2 separate regions of the Mus musculus genome follow, and region 2 is linked to region 1. A link is a contact called in public HiChIP or PLAC-seq data. All regions are on one chromosome and are shown on one strand. The core of a region is the stretch at or near the end of the contact, and the rest is flanking DNA. Distances in the headings are between cores, read along the strand shown.

The links. HiChIP or PLAC-seq counts read pairs in DNA pulled down with a chosen protein or histone mark.
Region 2: an H3K4me3 HiChIP or PLAC-seq map of bone marrow-derived macrophages shows a contact between it and region 1, with 8 times the contacts expected there. The contact joins two enhancer-like sites. A contact is called at or near these places in 4 of 39 promoter capture datasets (cranial neural crest, liver, pre-B cells and 1 more), 1 of 484 Hi-C or Micro-C datasets (bone marrow-derived macrophages) and 13 of 115 datasets of contacts at active chromatin or transcription factors (the NIH/3T3 cell line, bone marrow-derived macrophages, embryonic basal ganglia and 8 more).

What each region holds. Positions count from the first base shown.
Region 1 is chr3:103,924,746-103,932,204 of GRCm38.p6, reverse strand. It overlaps Rsbn1 (rosbin, round spermatid basic protein 1), which reads right to left. Exons shown (of 8, transcript NM_001356556.1): 2 at 3,181-3,854. Among named protein-coding and RNA genes, the nearest start is that of Rsbn1, 14 kb to the right of the region's middle. Within about 2 kb of position 4,449, at least 76 of the 459 cell types and tissues checked have an H3K27ac peak or open chromatin away from gene starts, as enhancers often do. A contact at or near this core is called in bone marrow-derived macrophages and microglia, where this site is marked.
Region 2 is chr3:104,456,470-104,463,928 of GRCm38.p6, reverse strand. It overlaps Lrig2 (leucine-rich repeats and immunoglobulin-like domains 2), which reads left to right. Exons shown (of 18, transcript NM_001025067.2): 15 at 1-70; 16 at 1,121-1,270; 17 at 2,241-2,528; 18 at 5,965-7,459. The coding sequence ends at 6,164. Among named protein-coding and RNA genes, the nearest start is that of Gm38412, 51 kb to the right of the region's middle. Within about 2 kb of position 3,593, at least 17 of the 459 cell types and tissues checked have an H3K27ac peak or open chromatin away from gene starts, as enhancers often do. A contact at or near this core is called in bone marrow-derived macrophages and microglia, where this site is marked.

The DNA of each region.
Region 1 (7,459 bases), core at 3,200-5,699:
AGTACTTTTCACACCCACAACTACCCACCCTCAGCCTTCTCTCTCCCTCTTCTCTCACTCAAGCCACTCTTAACAACCAGAGTGTCCCTTTGCATCACGAGCTATTCACAGCTCCCCAAATGTGGCCCACTCTCAAGACTGTATGCATATTTGCACAGGTTAAAATGCATCTGTTTAACAATGACCATACCAAGTGTGATGGTTTGCTCACCAGGGGGTGGCACTATTAGAAGGTGTAGCCCTGTTGGAGTAGGTGTATCACTGTGTAGGGGGAGCTTTAAGACCCTCATCCAGCAGCCTGGAAGTCAGTCTTCTGCTAGCAGCCTTGAGATGAAGATGTAGAACTCTCGGTTCCTCCTGTACCATGCCTGACTGGATGCCACCATGTTCCTGCTTTAGATGATACTGGACTGACCCTTTGAACTTGTAAGTCAACCCCAATTAAATGTTGTCCATTATAAGACTTGCCTTGGTCATGGTGTCTGTTCACAGCAGTAAAACCCTAACTAACACACCAAGTTAAGTACTGATCTGCTTTTAAGAGCCTCCTTAAGCATAACATGCTTTAAAATGCCATCTAATCACCAAATCCTCCTCCCTCAACAATAGGGTTTCCCTGTGTGCATCTCTATTCTTCTTAACCTGGGTTGTTTTTTTGTTTTGTTTTTTTTTTGTTTTGGTTTTTTGAGACAGGGTTTCTCTGTGTAGGCCTGGCAGTCCTAGAACTCACTCTGTAGACCAGGCTGGCCTCGAACTCAGAAATCCGCCTGCCTCTGCCTCCCGAGGGCTGGGATTAAAGTTAACCTGTTTTAGAACTGCCACTTTACTCACCTCTCTGCTAGGCTAAATTCATCAGTTAGTGCTTTTAAGAACTGAGTGTCTAGTAGCTGAAACCTATCTTGAAGTACAATCATGAACAATTATTATGGCTACATGTTTAAATTATGAAATAAAAATTTTAAAGCCTATAATTTTTAGCTTGACTTTATAGCTTGGCAGAAGAAGTTCCTAAGACTACAGAACACAGACTTCCAAAATGCCCAATGTGTTCACTTAATTCCCAGCATCTAAGCACATTTGTTTTAAAAATATGAAAAACAAAGCTCCTCCTACTTTACACTGAAATACAATCTTAGCTCCTCCTACTTTACACTGATATACAATCTTAGCTTCATAACCACAATGTTAGACAAACAGCACAGCAATCTCGTTCCCAGCAGTCGGTCGGTCACATTGAGTAGTCAGACGGCCTCCTCGATTCTCTCCTGAGCCTTCTACTTACTGACTGACTGACTGACTGACTGCATAACAAATGAACAGTGTCTTCAATGGACAGCAGAGAAAAACTGCTTACCTACCTCCTGGTTGTTTCAAATACAAGCCATAAACAAATGTGAACTAATGTGTTAGCTTCCATCTCCACATTCATCAAAGATTTTACAAATGCAAATGTCAAGGTTCAAGGGCTAATGAAAACCTAAGCTCCTGGAGCAGTCACAAGGCCCCGTCTTCAGTCCTCTTACATGGCTAAAGCAGCAAGATCTAATTCCATAATAATCTAACATATTCTTTATGGGTACTTACTTTATAAACAACAAAGTAAATCTCAAGGTAAGTTGTTGGTACAGTCATTTAAATATCAGCTCCATTTAAAAAAATTAATTGGAAGACAAAAATCAGCAGGGAATACCATTTTGAGATGTCTTATTTAGCAGGAGTATTGTCTGTTGACATACAAACTCAATCTATAGACTAAAGCGAAAGGTTAAAAAGTCACCTTTACAAAACCTTATCTCCCCCAAATTTCTGACTCGTTTCTTAGATACACTTGCTGATCTGTCAGAATAGAAAATTTATTTAATTTCTCTAATCTAAAAAAGTAAATCCCGCTCTCAGCAGTACCTTCATTAACTATAGACTAGATTAAAGCTGTTTTCTTGTCTCTTTTTCAGTATTTATCAAAGTAGGATTCTTTAATTTTCAAAGGGAAAAACTCCTTTAAAAAAGAAAAAGAAAGGAAAATCTACTACAAAAGTCAGTACTTTGGTACCTGATTGCAGTAACAAGGCCAAAATCCAAGACGAAGCCCTTTATTGCACATGGAGTTCCAACATCTTGGGCAGACTCATCTTGCGACCTCTCCAGATTAGCTGCTCCTGCTCTCTCTACTGCAGAGAGAACTTCAATTAGAGAGATTCTGAAGCCCGTAAATCTGAATTGGACACTCCCCTCATTGGAGGCAAGAATGGGAAGATGAACTAAAAAATCCAAGTTGGAGGAGGGTTCAGGTGAGCGCACACGGCTTGAACCCACTATAACAGAAGCAGCTGAGAGTCGGATTGCATAACGTTATTTACCTCAAAAAAAAATTTTTAAGGGAAAAGAATGACAGTAAATCACTATAAAACCTGAAAAAGCAGATTATATAAATCTTTAAAAAGTGAAACGGTCTCCACTGAACTTGACCCGCAGTATCTTCAGTATAAGCCTAGTGCTTCCCCTTTATACTTACAAGCTGAGAAAAGCAACCGAAGAAACAAAAACAAAAACGCTGAAAAACCCTCAGATCCATTATTGTTCTTTTTAATGCTCTACAATAATTCCATTGAAAGGAACACTTGGCTAAAAACTGGTTAGAAAGGAACGTTTCCCTGCTGACTTAAGCCTAACTGCCCAAGCAAGGCTTCAATCAGAAAATGTCTTTACCTACAACAGTGCACAGGCAGAAGGAGCAGAGGCAATGGCGGTCTCTCCAGTCACAAATCACACCAATGGGATGCATTTCTGGGATAGACTGCCAACAAGTTACAGAAAGAACTTAAGCAAAACCTGGTAAATAAATAAGCCAACACCTTCTGTTTTCTATTCTAGTATCAGAGTCTTCGCTAATGTTACCCTAAGGCTACAATGTCTAAATCATATACTCTACAATAGCCTGGATTCATTTGTAAGCTTTTTCCATAAACACATATGATGCATAAATCATTTCTTCAAGCAAGTAAAAGTTCCACACCAAAGATCTCACCAGTTAGAAATTACAATTTAAAGAAAAGACAGTTTGAAGTACTTTTATTATGAGGAATTTTTATAATGTGTGCAGGTGTGTTGTGCAATACAATGAAATTAATTCTGTTGAGAAACTGTATTTACTATCCAATTGAACAATAATTTTTACCTTACCTGAGTATGAAAATTTGAAATGGTGGTTGTTTCAATATCTTTCTTGCCCAAAATTTCCATTTTCACTGGAGTGTTGGGAAAATTAAAAGCAAAGTAGTCCAAGAAGTCTGGGAGATAAGCGGCCGCTCCATGCACTATTGCTAACGCATAGTACGCAGCGTTTTTCTCATTTTCACTGAATGTCAAAGCAAGAAACTCCTCAGAAAATCTCTCCATCTCCATTGGAGACAAAAATGAGAGTTCGTCCATGTATGCATGAAGGACAAGAGCACCCCCATTGGACTGGTGTTCTTCGTGAATAAAGTTGCTAAATTTAGTACCTGTTTTTAAGAAATTTCTGCGAATAGAATGTTCTTGGTGCGTTGTAAAAGGTGTCTGTACTCCCTGGGGCACCCGATATTCTTGCATGCCCAAATTTAATCTGCACAGCTGTTCATCCTTCAAATACCTGAAGGACTCCTTATTAACTCCTGAAGTGCTATTTAGCTGTCCTTGGGTGAGAATTTCTTTGCTGATGCGGGTCAGGCCAGCACAGACGGTTTGTACTTCCTTATTGTACATTTTAAGGCGTCTTCCTCTCATGTCTTCTCGATGTTTCTTTTTCTTTTTCTTCTTTATTTTCTTCAAGACAAAATCATCAGCTCTCTGGGTTTTACCATTTTCATCTGCTGTTTCTGGCCACAATAATTAAAAATAAGTTAGTTGCTAGGACCAGTGTCAATATACATGTGTCTTAAGGTATTTGATCTAAATTTAAAAACCTCTCCTTAATTTCTGAGAATGTTATTACATTTTTTATCATTAGAAATAAAAAAAATGAGACAAAAATCTTAAAATACAGTAATATTCTGGGTCAAAGATTATACTAAAAAACAAAAACAAAAAACCTGGTAGTGAGTTATTGGTGGAAATATAGCTAAATGGTATGTAACACTTCTTAATATGTGCAAGACCATGGACAACACACACACACACACACACACACAGGATATATTTCATATGACTTGTAATAAAGATAAAACATGGAAATTACTGTGTGCTACACCATATGAAGTATTTAGTTACATAAAATCTAAATTGATGTTCGTTGTTTCACATTTTCCTGTCAGTCTATTAATTATTATAGTACACACAGTTGAGCCAAAGACAAAATAAGCCATAAAACAATAGTTTGCCCATCAAATGAGCTTATAAACAATGTGGCCTTGCAGCGTCAGGGTGGAGGAAGAGGCAACTTGGCTATAGGACACAGAGACTGCTGACACAGGTGGCCACTCCCACTGACTGCGCGGCTCGGGCTCTCTTTCCTTCCACCTCACTGCCTATGCTCCACAAGGGTGCTTGTTCTTCTCAACCTTTTTCTCCCTTTCTGTCTTGCTACATTTTTGTCAGCCCTTTTTCCTGCTGTGTCTCTTAAAAGTGATCATTACTTTTCTTCAGGAAAGACCGAGACTTTACAATAATATCCTTTTGGGCCTGGCGTGGTAGCACACAATTGTACTTCAAGTGTCTGGGAGACTGACAAAAGATGAAGAACTGGAAGTTAGTCTGGGTTCTAAAGCAAGACTCTCAAAAAAGGACCTGAAATAGAAGCCCTTTTCCTCTTCTCATGGGAAAAAGCAAAAGCCAGGCAACACAAACAGCAAGACAACACAGAGGCAAAGCCCAGCACACACACAGATAATAAAGCACATTTTCAGAGCACTCTCCACACAGCATTTCACCTCACTCTGAGGAAGTCAATCTCTACACTGTTTTACGGAGGAGCAAAACAAAAAATAGAGTGCTTACTGAAACACTTGTCAAAGATTGCAGATAGATAACTAGAAAATCTTTAGACCCCAAAATCTTAATCTTTATTTAAAAAAATAAATAAGATGTTCACAAGTGACAATTGGGTGATATGTACCACAAGCCTTAAATATATGTTTATAAACTCCAGATCCAGAAAAAACAATTCTAAGTCAAAGTTATCTGAGAAATGACTGGAAGATCTACAAAGATAGCCATGACAGTATCTTTTAAAAGAACAAAAGAAAAATCCTCTAACCTGACTAATATGATGATTAAAAAATTCTGATAGCTACATACTACATACACACATTGCTAAGCCATTATAAGTAATGGAGTAGAGAAATTGACATAAAAATCATGTTATAAAAAAATGCTCATACTGTTACTCTCCTAGAAACCCTGCACTGATAGCTAATCTAAAGCTGGGAAAAATCTGCTTTATCTATGTATGTGCTGTATACATAAAATACAGAAAAATATTTGGAGGCAAGTATGCTAGCTAAGGTATTACTGGAGTTATCAATGGTAACAGGATTATAAATGTCTATCTCCTCTATCTATATTTTCCAATTTTCTATAATAAACAAATTAAAATTATAATTTCAAAACTGACTCGAGTTTTAAATAGTTGCATGAATTGACAACCCCAGGATAGAAAAACATCCTTCATTTAGTAGTAAGGAAATCGACCTGTCTTTTAAAAAAAAAAAAATTGAGATTAAATAACAATTACAGTCCTAACCTTCAAACTTAACCTAGCATATTATATTGAATTTATCTACCAAGCAATAGTATTTCCAAAATAAGTAATTCAGTTAACATAAATACCCAGTTATAAAGAACTTATATATATATATATATGGCATAATACATTAATCCTAGCACTTGGGAGGCAAAGGCAGGCAAATTTCTGAGTTTGAGGCCAGCCTGGTCTACAGAGTGAGTTCCAGGACAGCTAGGGCTACACAGAGAAACCCTATCTCAAACAAACAAACAAACAAACAAACAAAAACCTAATTAGTATAAAGATTTTATATAAAACCATTTCAAATGACCATATACTACAACAATTACAAAATCTAAATAAAATAGTTTAATACACAAATCTTTTTAGTGTTTAATAAAACTTGCTTTAAAACAATAACAACAAACCAGACATGGAGGTTCCCTCTTGTGATCTCTGCACTAAGAGACATGGGCAGAAGGAGTCAGATTGAGAAATGGCCTCAATAAAAAAGGGGGTGTGGGGGGCACAATAAAAAGAGACTTCATTTACAAACATCATTTACAATGTAACTATATAACATACATAAAATCAGATTGTTTATGCTGGCAACTAAAAATATAGCCAATTTTTACTCCATATAAAACTATTATCATAATTAATAAAACATTCAAGTCATTTATATTTTTTACCAAGTAAAACTAATCCAAATACTTTTCCTAATAGCAAATCAATAATTTAGGCAATTTTTCTAAGGAACAAATGTCATTCAATATAAAGGTTAAACCAACTCAAAAATATTCATCTAATTACCCCTCCTACCTTTAGTAATTTCATGAGAGGTGGAGAATATCTCTGAAAATATCAGGTTTTAAGTTTCAGAAGAAGTCTTCAAAAGAGGTATGCGAAAAAAATGAATTATAATCTAGATCTGCCACTGAAATTAATTAACTCTGAGAAGGAAGTGCCTTGACTGGTATTTTCTACATTACTATTTGCTTATCAGTGGAATGGCCAAGTCTCTGTCGGTTTTAGCCCAAAACACTTATAGGAAGAAAAAAAAATAGTATAACTGCCTCAAGAAGAAAGAAAGAAAGAAAGAAAGAAAGAAAGAAAGAGAGAACCTTAAATTAATTGTAATCTCACCAATTTCAATCTGTCTACTAGCTAATCCTGTTTTTCAAATGTAAACTATTTTTCTCGGCTGGGATACAGAAAGCTTGCCTTTCTTTGTATATAAATTTGAGACCATTCATCACCTACTTGCTAATGAGTTTATATGAACAAACAAAATGTGTTCTTAAACTGCAGTGGTAGCAGCTAGCTGATAACCTAAGCATCCACCCGAGCATCAGCTGTTTATTATTACAGTCTGCCACTGTCTGCTGTATGAAAAGAATGCCAATTGCCTTGCTTTGAGTTAAAAAAAAAAAAACCCACATTATTTATAAGTTAATGTCTACAAAGGAAAGAAAGGGGGGAGGGGTAATGACTGCCTGAAGGCTTCATGATCTTCCCATTCCTGGTATAGCGGTTTACTTTCCCCACAGAAAACACATTCAGGAAGTCTCTGAGTTATTTCTCCATAATGCAAGAGTTAAAACTTACTATCATTCGTTTCACTGTTGGTTTTTTTATTACTTATTGTCTTTGTGCGTATGTGCACGGGTGCCTCTGTGGCAGTCAGAAGACAGCTCTGTGGAAGCTGTCTCCTTCCACCTTCCTGTGTGTTCTAGGGATCCAACTCAAGTCACCATGCTA
Region 2 (7,459 bases), core at 2,344-4,843, 530 kb before region 1:
TCTTTGATCTGGGTCATTGTCATTTACCACATGAGAAGGAAAAATGAAGACTACAGCATCACAAACACAGGTAAGTGGTACCCAGATGACACTTGGCATGTTCTTAAGAATGTAGGATTTAGTAAAACATAAAAAAAAGCTGGACTACTGTGATTGGTTACTTGGTAAGAAATGTTAGGAAGTGTTTCTGACAAAATATCTAGCTTCCTGGAGATAGTAGAACCTATTTGGGGAAATAGTCTTAAGAATTTGTGTATATGGTATATACTTACCCCTAAATTTACCTCCTAGAATTGTATTACAGGTATATTTTCTTGGTTGTTTGTTTGAGACAGAGTTTCTTTATGTATCCCTGACTGTCAGCACTTGTTCTGTAGATGAAGCTGGCCTTAAAGTCAGAGATCTACCTGCCTTTGCCTCCAAAGTGCTGAAATTGAAGGTGTGTGCCGTTATGCCCATGTTGTTCTTAAAAGGATCTCAGTAGTGCTGTCTCGAAAAACCAAAAAAAGATCTCAGTGTATATAACCTGGAACTCATAATCCGGCCCTTCTCCCTCTGCCTCTTTGTGCTGGGATTACAGGTTCAGTCAATCATGCCTCACTGGGTTGTGTTGTGTTGTGTTTTTGTTTTTTTGTACCTTCTTTTGAGCCTAAAGTTCATTTCTACCATAGTTTTGCTGTAGAGTCAAACCCTTATGAGTGAGTTGGTCTTTTGCCTCACTCATCCCGGGATCCACAAGAGAAGGAGTCCATTTAGAGAGATTGTGAAAATGTAGCTGTAGATAGGATTTTCATCTTTAGGGTTTTTTTTTTTTTCCCTTTGGTAACCCTTTTACCTTCAGCCCTTTGCCAGTGGTTCTGGGGACTGAACCCACAGCCTGTACATGTTAGGCAAGCACTTTACCACTGAGCTGTATTTGCAGACTAAGTAATAGTTCTAAAATGAAACTCTGAGAAGAACTTTAATAAAAAAAAGTTTCTAAGGGAAGTATGAAGAGCTGTTGGGGTCCCAAGTCCATACCATTTCCAGGCCAGTGTCAAAGTGGAACACACTATAAAATTGCCTTCTGTGTATTGACTTCAGCTGTCTGAGTTTGAGAGTTACAGATGTCTCTTTACAGAGGAGCTTAATTTGCCTGCAGACATTCCCAGCTATTTGTCTTCACAAGGAACATTGTCTGAACCACAGGAAGGCTACAGCAACTCTGAGGCAGGCAGCCATCAGCAACTTATGCCTCCTGCCAACGGGTACACACACAGAGGCACTGACGGTAGGCACTTTGCTGTTCGTAGTTACAATTTCAGCCTGTATTACTGGGTATAGTTCAGTGTATAGTTTCTCCATTAGCCTGGGCAATATTTTAGGATAAAACATTCATTCATTTAACTTTGTGCAAAATAGAATGAAAATTGTCTATAAAGTCTTAACCAGAGAAGGCTGTCTTACAGAAAGAAACACATTACCCTTAAACAGGGATGAAGGACAAAACTGAGGCTCCTGGGTCTCTCTCATGACCAGAAGAGATGGTCTAGAAACTCATTTCAAGCCTTTCTCATTCCTTTAGAGATGAGCATCCTTCAGATAACATCCAAAGGCATTTGGTTCTCCTGCTGACAGGTAGATACTTAGTAAAGTTTAAAGGGCAAAATGACTTTCAGACTGCAATGGCAAACTTAAAAGGGCTATAAAATGTCCCCTGATAGGGTGACTGGGACATTGTCTCTTCACACCCTCACTTCTATAGAAAGTGACAGGCACAGGAGAGAGGGTTTGACTAGGGATAGTTTGAACAGCTACCTCACTTAACTTCTTGTCTCATAAAAGTAACATGGGCTCTCAATTCATAGCAATGCCTGTTTTGCTTTTGTTTGCTCAAGCCACACACGTGTCTCAGAGGTCTAGGCCTGTCTTGGATCCCTTGGTTGAAATTTAGTCTCTCCAACTTAGACAGAGATTTAACGTTAGAATTCAAGAGTATAGGCTCTGAAGCCAGAGTGTTTAGTTTTATGTCTCAGCTCTTTCTCCTGCCATAACTTTACCTGTAAAGTGGAGATGAAAATAAAATCTTCTTCATAGGGGTGTTGTGAGGAGTGAGTGAGCTCATTCACAGACAGACCTTGGACTCTCACCTGGTTTGTAAAGAAGGTGTGCAGTAATTGTTAGAACTGTTGAAGAAAGTTGATTAGTCCCAAACTCTTCCTTATCAGAAAATCATCTGGGCCCTTCCTTGTTGTTACTAGGTGGCGCTGGTACCCGGGTGATCTGTTCAGATTGTTACGACAATGCCAACATCTACTCGAGGACCAGAGAGTACTGTCCATATACCTATATTGCTGAGGAGGATGTGTTAGATCAGGCACTCTCCAGCCTCATGGTCCAGATGCCCAAGGAGACGTTTTTGTCACATCCTCCCCAAGATGCTGCTAATCTGGAGAGTCTGATACCATCAGCAGAGAGAGAGCCGGCTGCCTTTCCCACCAACCATGAGAGGATGACTGAGAACCTTCCCTTCTCACAGAGGAGCAGTGGTAATGGGTGCTTTTGTTCTGTTTTGAGCTTTTGGTTTCAATTTCACCTGATCTGCCCTTCTGTTATATCAGTAGCATGGCATGTAACAGGAAACAAATTAGTATACTAGAATAATTGCCATTAACTAGTGTCAACTAGAGGTCTTTACATCTTCTCCCATCTTCATTTAAACAATAGAGGTTTGAAGTGCTAAAAATAGAGCATAAGAAACCCAAGCTGTTTTGTTTGGTTGCTCTACTGTCAAGCGAACACTCTGAGCATATCACCGAGTCGAGCTCTTTCTGGACTGTGATAGGAACTGTTCTCAAGCTGTTCATCAGCTGTCCCGTCCACTCAGAGGACAAACACTGGGGAATGGACAGGGCGAAAGTTACAGGGTCACAGAAGAAGGGAAGTATAGGGCTGTGCCCAGGGGTGGATCTGGCAGCATGAAACTGAGAATGTGCTCTGTAAGAGACCAGTTCTAAAGATTGTTCAAGAGGAATAGGTTAGAAAAGAGCACTGTCACTGAAGGTAGTCGCTCAGCTTTACATTCAGTGTCATGAAGAACTAAGGTACAATACGTCTTGTAACCTGTGGGATGTCTTCATTTTGAGTCTGGTTTTAAGTAAGGAGTCATCGTCACTTAAATGAAAATGCCTTGGTGCATTGTCCATTCTAAGCCTAGGATACTCTAATTAATTCTGCTCAGTGTGTGTAGGGTTTGTTAGCTTGACCTTAGAACTTGTTAGACGTGCAGCTGTGCTCCTACCCTAGACCTAGTGAATCTGAATCCACATATTAAGATCCAAGGATTATTTATATGCTTTGGTTTTTTGTTGTTGTTGACAGTGTCATGCTCAAATTCAACAGTAACCCCTACCTTAGCCTTCCAAGTGCTGAGATATCAGGCAAACGCTAGGATTATGGCCATGTGGCTTGTGGTTTATATTAAATTTTGGGTTTGTTTTATATGTGAGTTTTGTATGGATGCATGTGCTTGCAGGAGCATTCGTGTGCATGCAGACACATGCATGGGGAGACTGAAGGAGGAAGTCTAGCGTCATTCTCTATTGCTTTTCACCCTGTTTGTTGAGACAGAGTCATTTCCTAACCCTGAAGGCTGCTGTCTCAGCTGGACTGACTGGCTAGCAAGCTTCTGAGATTCTCTTGTCAGTGCTCCTCAGTGCTGGAGTTAGTGTCATACATGACTATGCCTGGCTTTATGTGAGTGTTGGGAATTAGAGCTCAGGTCTTCCTGCTTTCACAACAAGCCCTCTTATCTACTGAGCCATATCCTCAGCCCTCACATGCATATTAAATTTTAAGAAATCTTGCCCTAGCTTATATTCTAGGTGAATTATGCTTTCATTTGTGAGATTTTGTTTCCAGAATGTTAGACTAGCTTTTCCTAAAATATAGCTTCCCTACGTGTGTGCACACATGAGCCAGCCTGTATCATCTGCCTCTCTTCTCAATGCTTTGACTACACCTGAACCCAAATTCAATTCCCAGTACCTGGCTCACAACCATTTATAACTAAAGATCTAATGCCCTCTTCTGACCTCTAATAAGCACCAGGCATGTATAGTGCACAGACTGGCAAAACATTCATACAAATAAAATTAAAAAATTTAAAATGTATTTAAAGAAGTAAGAGTTCCATTGAGACAGTGAATATTACCTATGTATTGTAAAACTGTCATTGCAATATGTCTCTTTTAAAATTCCTTTTCCATGAGTCTAGAATTTTGTACTCTTATTTTTATCTTTGTTATGGTTTCTATTGCTGTGATGAGACACCATGACCAAAGCAACTTGGGGGTTTACTCTGCTTATAGTTTCATATAACATCAAAAGCAGTGAGAGCAAGAACTCAGGCAGGGCTGGAAGCTGGAGCCAGGAGCTGCTGCAGAGGCCGTGGAGGATGCTGCTTTCTGGCTTGCTCCTCATGGCTTGCTCAGCTTGCTTTTTTATAGGACCCAGGACCATCTGCCCAGGGATAGCCCATCTACAGTTCTCTGGGCCCCACCCTATTAATCACTAAAGAAAATGCCATACAGACTTGCTTATAGCCCAATCTTTTTTTTTTTTTAACTTTTTATTGGTTCTTTGTAAATTTCACATCCTGCATCCCAGTCCTGCTCTTCTCCCCATCCACTCATATCTGTCCTTTGCCCCTGCAACCTTCCCCTGAAAATAAAACACATCCCCACAAAACAAAAACAAAGCATAGAAAACATTTCATTGTGGAAGCTATAATAAGTATGTCACAGTGTGTCCCACGGTATATCTCTCTGTCCACACATCTTCACTTGCAAATGTTCATTGCAGCAAGTCAGTGGTCTGGTTTGAGATCTCTGTCTTCTGTGACACCATCAATATTCGATCCTCACTGGATCTCTTTCTGGGTATTGCCCTGTATCATGAAGATCCTGCAGCTTTGGCTCTGCAGGTCTGGCCCTTTCACATGCTTCAGTAATTCATAGATGGAGTTGATTTTGGGGTAGGCCAGCTCAAAGCCCTGGATCTGGGCCCAGGGGGTAGCTGAGTTGGTGAGCTTGCCAGCTCTCCTGCACCCACACCCCCAGGGCAAGCTGTCTGGCACTGCTCTAGCTAGGCCACCCAGTGATGCCATCAGCAGGAGGCAGGGTCTGCTCTCCTGTTCTCATGCCCTCAGGGCCAGCTCCACTGTGCTGTCCAGTCAAAGCATGGGCCCATGCTTCCAAAGTGCTGCAGTCTGTGAGGAACGGGGTCAGCTCTTGCACTTTCACACCCTCAAGGCAGGCTCACCTGTGCCAGCTTTCCTGTGCTCCTTGCCTGCTCACTCAAGTGCTGCAGCTGGTGAGAGGCAGTTACAGCCTAATATTATCAAGGCATTTTCTTAATTGAGATCCCTTCCAGTAATTCTAGCCTGTGTCAAGTTGACATAAAACTAGGCAGCACAATTGTTTGCAGAGAAAAGGTGCTAAAATGACAGGTGAAAAAGAACAGCATGACTTCGGAAATTAGCTTGTTAGGGTGGTTGATCATAAAGGCCTGGTAGTTTGTGGTTCTAGTTTTTATCTTGTTTTTAATGTTGGCATTGTGATCTTCGTGTCTTTATCAAGGATGCTGGGCATCTGAATTTCTTTGGAATATTGGATTAAAAGGATACCGGGAGCTGGAGAGATGGCTGAGGAAAGGGTAAAGGGAATTTGTTGCTTTCACAGAGAACCTGAGTTTCATTCCCACCAGCTACATGGCAGCTCACAACCATCTGTAACTCCAGTTCCATGAGATCCAGTGCCCTTTTCTGGCCTCTTCAGGCACCAGACAGACACACAAGCAATGCACAGACATACATGCAAACAAAACACCCACACATTTGGGGGGGAAGCATATCAGGCTTTAGGAAAATAATGTTGAAATTCCAGCTATCACTGATGATATTTCTTGTCTCACTCTCATTCTCAGAAATATTTCAGCGGCCTCTTTGGAACATGAACAGAGAACTGGGCCTACTTCCCTTCTCCCAGCAGCCTGTCCTTGAGTCACCAGAGCTGACAGAGAGGGATCCAAATTGCTCTTCACCTGTGACTTGCCGCAGGTTACATGACCATGCTTTTGATTTTAGTAGGACTCGGATCATTCAAGATGGTACTGAGGGCACATGAAGCCCGTTGAGGAGGAAGTCTGAGCAAAGACTCAAGTTAGTTATTTACTACCTCAGAATTGAGAAGAAAAGTCAGTATTTGTATTTCTCTTTGCTTCAAGTTACATCTGACCACATCAGCGTAGCTCTGGTGTTTGGGCTTACACCTGGCAAAGAGAAGGTAGTGGCTGACAGAAGTGTACCACAGAAATGTGTACCACGTTGAAAGTGCACAGCCCTGGCAGAAGACAACATGGGCAGGTGTCCTTCCTGATCCCCACCGGGATGTGCCCAGGCATGCACTGCCTGTCATGAAGAGTCATTGCTGCTTAGCCTACTGGATTGTTCCAGTCCTCAGAATGGTCCTGAGAAAGCGTCTCTACTTTGATATCCTACTTTGCTTGGAAAAGCACAGGGCAGAGATATCTTCTGAGCTTTCCTAAGTATAACAAGGATTCTCCAGTGGTGTTGAGCAGAGAAGAGCTGCTGAGGCTTTGATATTCAAGGTCTTTAGCTAGAATCTAAGTTTCACCAACTGGTAGTACCAGATCAAAGGCTTTTGTATTCTTTGTGTGTGTGTGTGTGGTGGGTTTGTTTTGTCTGTATAACTGGGGATGTCATTGTAAATATATGTGCATTCATAAATAATTTTTCTACTCATTGACCTTGTGTGTTGGATACAGTGTAAATATTTTTGATATGCCCAAATTATATATAATGTCTGTCTGGTTACTGTATGGGCAGCGGCTTCTCCAGATCACAGATTTTATATAACTTAGTGTAGTGAGGTCTGCAAACTCTGTTTAAAGTTCTAGAATTGTGTGTTACCACGTGTATGTATAAAGGCAGGGTACTTAGTGATTGTGTGCTCATAGACTCAGTCTTGGTATAATTAACTGCCTGCTTCATGCCTGAAGTTCTGTGCATCTTGTACTTACTGTCTCTTTACAAGTGCCAGGTGATCCTCTTGTCTTGCTCTTCCAGAGCCCAGCAGTGTTGCCACAGCCCTGTGAGCACAGAAGATGACTTATTTCAGCAAAATACTTTGATGACAAGGAAACCAAAGATTGGCCTTTTTTATGTTTACTCTGTTTTCAGTCTCCTTCACGAATGTAGCATATTAAGAAGGGAAGTGTGCTCTTGGGAGTAGATCACACAAAAGTTCCTGTACTCTGTCAATTTAGTGTGGTTCTGTCTTTATACAAGTATTATTTAAGCCAAACAGCTTTCTGAATTTTTGATAGCAAAAAGCTTTATGTAAACAAAGAATGTTAACACTAATGAAATGTCATGTGCTTTCAGTCTGTCCTATGAGTA